Regions from separate parts of the Mus musculus genome. Here region 1 is linked to region 2. Evidence: chromatin contacts called from public Hi-C data. All regions are on one chromosome and are shown on one strand. The core of a region is the stretch at or near the end of the contact, and the rest is flanking DNA. Distances in the headings are between cores, read along the strand shown. Region 1 has its middle 29 kb from the start of Gm33819. Region 2 has its middle 38 kb from the start of Car13.

Evidence for each region. Hi-C and Micro-C count contacts between places; a contact is called where the count stands out from the background.
Region 1: a contact with region 2 is called in a Hi-C map of pre-B cells, with 6 times the contacts expected there. The contact joins two enhancer-like sites.

Annotation. Positions count from the first base shown.
Region 1 is chr3:15,127,359-15,130,058 of GRCm38.p6, forward strand. No RefSeq gene overlaps it. Among named protein-coding and RNA genes, the nearest start is that of Gm33819, 29 kb to the right of the region's middle. Within about 2 kb of position 1,428, at least 14 of the 459 cell types and tissues checked have an H3K27ac peak or open chromatin away from gene starts, as enhancers often do. A contact at or near this core is called in pre-B cells, where this site is marked.
Region 2 is chr3:14,678,094-14,680,793 of GRCm38.p6, forward strand. No RefSeq gene overlaps it. Among named protein-coding and RNA genes, the nearest start is that of Car13, 38 kb to the left of the region's middle. Within about 2 kb of position 1,323, at least 24 of the 459 cell types and tissues checked have an H3K27ac peak or open chromatin away from gene starts, as enhancers often do. A contact at or near this core is called in pre-B cells, where this site is marked.

The DNA.
Region 1 (2,700 bases), core at 178-2,677, 450 kb after region 2:
CTGATGTTCACATAAATATTTTGTATCAAAGATATCAAAGCTTTCAATTCTAAACCTTCTGGGAGTTTTATCTAAGCTTTCAAAAACACATATAAGTGGGAAACTATGTATTATATTTTTATAAATTCACAGATACTCAACTTCCTAATAAGATGAAGAATGAACAAATGAGTTTTTAATGTGGAAGAAATTAGGTTTGTTTTCTAGATATTAAACCTGGAATCTCTTATCTCACTAGCTGTCAGTTTAAATCTATATGTATAGATTTCTAACTACACAGTCACAATAGAATGCTCATGAGGTCATACAATAGGTGTGAATTATTCCTATTGTTTCCCTTATTAGATCTAAAGGAATAGAAATATTTTTGAAAAATACTCCATTTCAAAAGACTTACTTATTATATTTACATTAAATGAATAAGGAAAGAAAAAAGGGGAAAGAATAAAAGGGAAAAAGTATAAGAGGGGGAATTGAAGAAAGAAGGGAGAGAAGGTAGGAGGGAGGGAGGGCAGTCTTGGGAAACATAGATTTAGCAAAAATCATTAGCAGGTCTGAGAATTCAAGTGAACAGAGTTGTTGTTGTTTTTTTGTTTTGTTTTGTTTTGTTTTTTGTTTGTTTTTTTGAAGTGGAAGGGTTTATTGTCTGCTCTTGTGCTGGTCTGGGGCTGTTAAGCAGGAGCTGGGGTCCAGTTCTTCACACAGCATTGTAGGTCCTATTGTGGATGAAAGGAGGGAGCATCAGGCAAGCTCTGTCTCCAGGGATGCAGTGGCTGATGTCATTGTAGTTGTATCTAGAAGCCAGGGAGGTCGAAGGGTCGGAGCACAAAACCCACAGAGTTCTCAGGTGTGGTCATATTGGTACTAGCCTCAGAACAGGGCATGTTGTAGAAGCCCACTGTGACCAGGCCACCAAATCCTTATTTTCAATGTTTGTATTGTGAACAGAGTATTAATAGCAAGGAATAGTTTAAAGCTATTAGTATTTTACCTCCTAACAGGTTGGCAGATCTACAAAGTCTTAAACTGGTGAATTGTTCTGATTATTCCTCTTTTTAGAAGTAGAAATATTTCTTAACTTTTTCCTTTCTTTTTAAATTAAAAGTAGATTCTTTTCATACAATATATCCTAGCCAATTTCCTCTCTCTCTACCCTTTCTAGCTCCCCACCACTTCCCTTCTCTCTGAGATCCACTTCCCCTTCATTTCCTCTTTAACAAAGAGCAGACCTCCAAGAGGTGACAGCCAAGCAGAACAAAACAAGATGCAATAAGAGAAGAGGAGCTACTAGCAGTGGGAGTGAGTATATCTCTGATTCTTTGCTTGCTCCTGGAACTCTATTCCTCCTATTGGGTTGCCTTGTTCAGCCTCAAAAAGAGGGCTTGGCTCTTGCCTTGTCTCCTTTCTTAACTTTTAAGTAATTGCATTTATAACAAAATCTATTGACCATATCCCTATGAAGCAAAGGGAGTGTTTCAGCCTAATTGTAACATGGCCAGATTTAAAGAGCTTCTAAAAGAAAAATCAGATTCTAATACATGTAGTTGATTTCTCCTGAGGCTAAAATAGGGACAAACTTGGACTTTTTAATGTATTTTTTCATTCCCATGTCTTTGAAATTCGTTGAAAGCTTTAAACCTCTGTAGCTGCCAAAAGTCTCCAAGGGCAGGCTACTCTTACTCTGTTTCTTTTGGGACATTGATCTTATTTTACTTGCTTAGCACCAAGCCAAGTTCATGCTTTATCACAGCTGCTCCAGTCTGGTAGATGAGGTGAGAGTGAGGGAGTAGAGAGCATGCAGGCCCTATGTCATGGTTACTGTTCTATTGCTGTCCATAACCATTAAGTCACATTAAGGAGAATGGAAACAGGCAGGCCTGCATGGTCCTGACATGTGGCTGAGCACTTAACATCGGATCCAGAAGCACAGGCAGAGAGCATTAACTGGGAATGGCCCGGCCTTTTGAAACTTAAATCTCACTCCCAGTGACACACCTCCTCCGACAAGGCTCACCTCCTAAAACTTCCTAAACAGTTTTCTTACACACGTTCTCGCGACCGGCCAGGAAGAACGCAGCAAACCGGAATCTTCTGCGGCAAAGCTTTATTGCTTACATCTTCAGGAGCAAGAGAGCAAGAGAGCAAGAGCAAGAGTTCTATTGCTTACATCTTTAGGAGCCAGAGCGCAAGAGAGCAAGAGCCAGAGCAAGAGAGCAAGCAAGAAAGCAAGAAAAAGAACAAGAACAAGAAAGCAAGAGCAAGAAAAAGCAAGAACAAGAGAGCAAGAGAGAGAAAGAATGGCAAAACCCCGTCCCTTTTAAGGAGAATTATCCTCCACCTAGGACGTATTACTCGCTGATTGGCTGCAGTCCATCGGCCCAGTTGTCATCACGAGAAAGGCAGAACACATGGCGGGAAAACTGCCCCTGCACGTGTGCAGATTATGTTTACTACTTAGAACACAGCTGTCAGCGCCATCTTGTAATGGCAAATGTGAGGGCGGCTTCCCACACAGTTTCACCAACTGGGGACCATGTATGCAAATATATGTTGTCATTCAAACCCCTGCAGCCTTGGAACAGGCAGGCTGGCTTGCAGAAGGCAGGCTGAGTGTGCTGCTGGTGTCACAGACAAGCCTCCCAGACAAGAGTCCTTTCTGTCATTTACTGTTCAGTATCGCTGTCATAGATTTCATTTCAA
Region 2 (2,700 bases), core at 73-2,572:
TCAAAACTATATAGATGTCCTTAGCAAGCTGCCTTAACATCTGCACAGCTGGTCCTGCCCCATCGCTGCTGTACACTTAATGTATAGCAGCCGGTGGGATTGTTACCCAGCAGGTCAAAGGTCTTCACACTGAGGAGCACCACTCAGATTCCCTGACCCAGAAAGTCTAGATGTGTCCTAGGGAATTCCTCATGATTTGAGCACTGCTGTTCTACCCACTCCCTTCCCCAAACCCCACCCTCTGTGCTGACTCATCAACACATCTTGCTTTTAGAACATTCTTTTTCATATTCCCTTGGAGTATTTTTCTCCACACAATTCATCTGGGTCGTTTTCTCATTCTTTTTAATGTTGCTTCCTCAAACTGACTTTCTGGAACCCTGCTCCTGAAGATGTGTTCCTGTTTGTTTCTTTTTGTTTTTCTTACCCCAGTTTCTTACTTTTTTCACAGTACAGTAAAATTAACAGCATAATTCAAGTATTTCTGCCTCCCTCCTCCCACCTCTCCCAGTCTCCACGCCTCTCTTCCCCTTCTCCCCCCTCCCTCTTTTCTTTGTCTCTCTTAAGGACAGTAGTTTTATTTTGTTAAATAGTGTTCTAGCATGACAGAACATGGTAAATACCAACAGATGATTATTTCGCAAGTAGTTTTTCATGGACATTAGAAAGAGTATATGGATTGCAGTGTAATTGAATTTCTGTTAGTTTTATGCTTCTATAGATGACTATGCATAGACTGAAAAATGTGCCTTCTTGTTTGTTCGGAGCTTGTTGTGTAGAGTAGGTTGGCATTGAACTCTTCAATGATTCTCCTTACCTCTACCAGCTGAGTGCTGGGACTGCCACAGTGTGCAACTCACTATTTGTTTGTTTGTTTAAGCTAGCTTTACTAATACATTATGTGCAAAGCTTTCTTCAACCACCCCTCAAAAGACACTACAGCTTTGGGGTGTTATTGCATGAGTGGACATGGACATGTAAAATACATAAGTTTACAAACTCTTTCAGTGTTGTTTCATACTTTGAACTGCTGTGGCCATTTTGATAACATAAGGAACACATTTAGTTCCTCACACCATACCTGTTAAAACAGCATTGTGGTGAGAGACATGTTCCAGAAGAGACCCCAGGAGAGTGTGAGCGGGCGCGAAAGTAACTCTTGCAGAAAATGAGAACGCGAAGGAAAAGTGATTCTAGCCTAGCAGCGGGTAAGGAAACGTTAACAGGGGAAAAGAAAATCCAGGGAAGTTCTTCTAAAAACCTCCATGTTTCATCCTCTTTGTAACCAGGAGGTGGCACTGCTGGCGTATAAAACTGATACTCTCTGAGGATGCAGACCAGGTAAGTATGTGGAAAAGTAGAGAGGGCAGCTTAAAACCACCACTTTGCTCACTCTGGTCAGCGCAGATTCCCAGCTCCTTCCAGACAGCATTTCCTCTTTATTGCTAAGACCCGCAGGGACTGTTTCATTGATGCTTATTAGTAACTCAAGCACACTTAGTGTCTTGTAGTTTCTTTGCTCTCATCTGTCTCCCTCCTCCCCTTGCCTCCATGTGTATCTCCTGGCCATCCTCCTCAGGGAGCAGCAGCCTGCCACCTGTTCTGGTACCACACACTCCTCTGGGTGCCACACAGATCCCGCGGGACCCTGCTTCTGCAGCTGCCAGGGAGGAGAGAGGTTGGGGGAAAGTTCATTAACAGTAAACAGCCTGCGCGGCCTCCCCTGGGGTGGGAGTGGGGGATGGGGGAGAGTTTCATAAGGGGAGTGGTCTCAGGTGCAAACCGCTGGATTTAAGTCCTGCTATCAATGCTAGGAGAGGGGCTTCACCTGCACCCCTCTACATAATTCTTTCCCAAGTTTTCGGCAAATAGAACCCTATGCGTGAGTACTGGGTTAACCGAGGGCCTGAAAGCAATTACGCAGGTGAATGCCAAAGGCTCATTTATTACAGGCTTCTTTTCCACAGCCCATCGCCAAGCCCAGCTCCGCTTTTCTGCTGCTAAAGAGGAAGACCTTGTGGTCGGAGCTCCAAGTAGTCTGCTATCTGGTTCAGCTTCACGGTTCCCCTCGTGTCCCATTCACATAACCACCCACCCACCCACCCACCCACCCACACAGTTCTACTCCTTAAAAGACATTTTTGGAATTAAAGAAAACAGACATACAAAATTTCTGGGACTTTGGTTATAATTTTGAAGCTCAGAGGCCCAGGAACTCCGTTTTTTTCAAATAAATGTCTTTCTTGTGTTTTGAGGGCCTCGGTTAACTCAGCCATAACCGAGATATCCAAGCCAGCCTATGAGCACTATTGATGGAATATCTGAAAACCTCTTTTTAAATGTATTTACTTATGATGATGACGATGACGACGACGTCAACGACGACGATGACGTCGACGACGACAATGTGTAGGGGTATTTTGCCTGCATGTATGTCTGTGTACCACTTGTGTGCCTGGTGCCCTCGGAAAGCAGAAGAGGGTGTTGTAAAAGGAGTTACAGAAGGTTGCGAGGAGCCACCATGTGAGTGCTGGGGACGGAACCAAAACCTCTGGGAAAGCAGACAATGCTCTTAACCACTGAGCTCCATCTGACTGAGTACTTTTAAAGTTGAGGTTAACAGTAGTGGCCATGACAGAAGGGTGATGAGTAAGGTAAAATAGCTGGCGAATGCCACCACGTTTCTTACCATCATCGGCT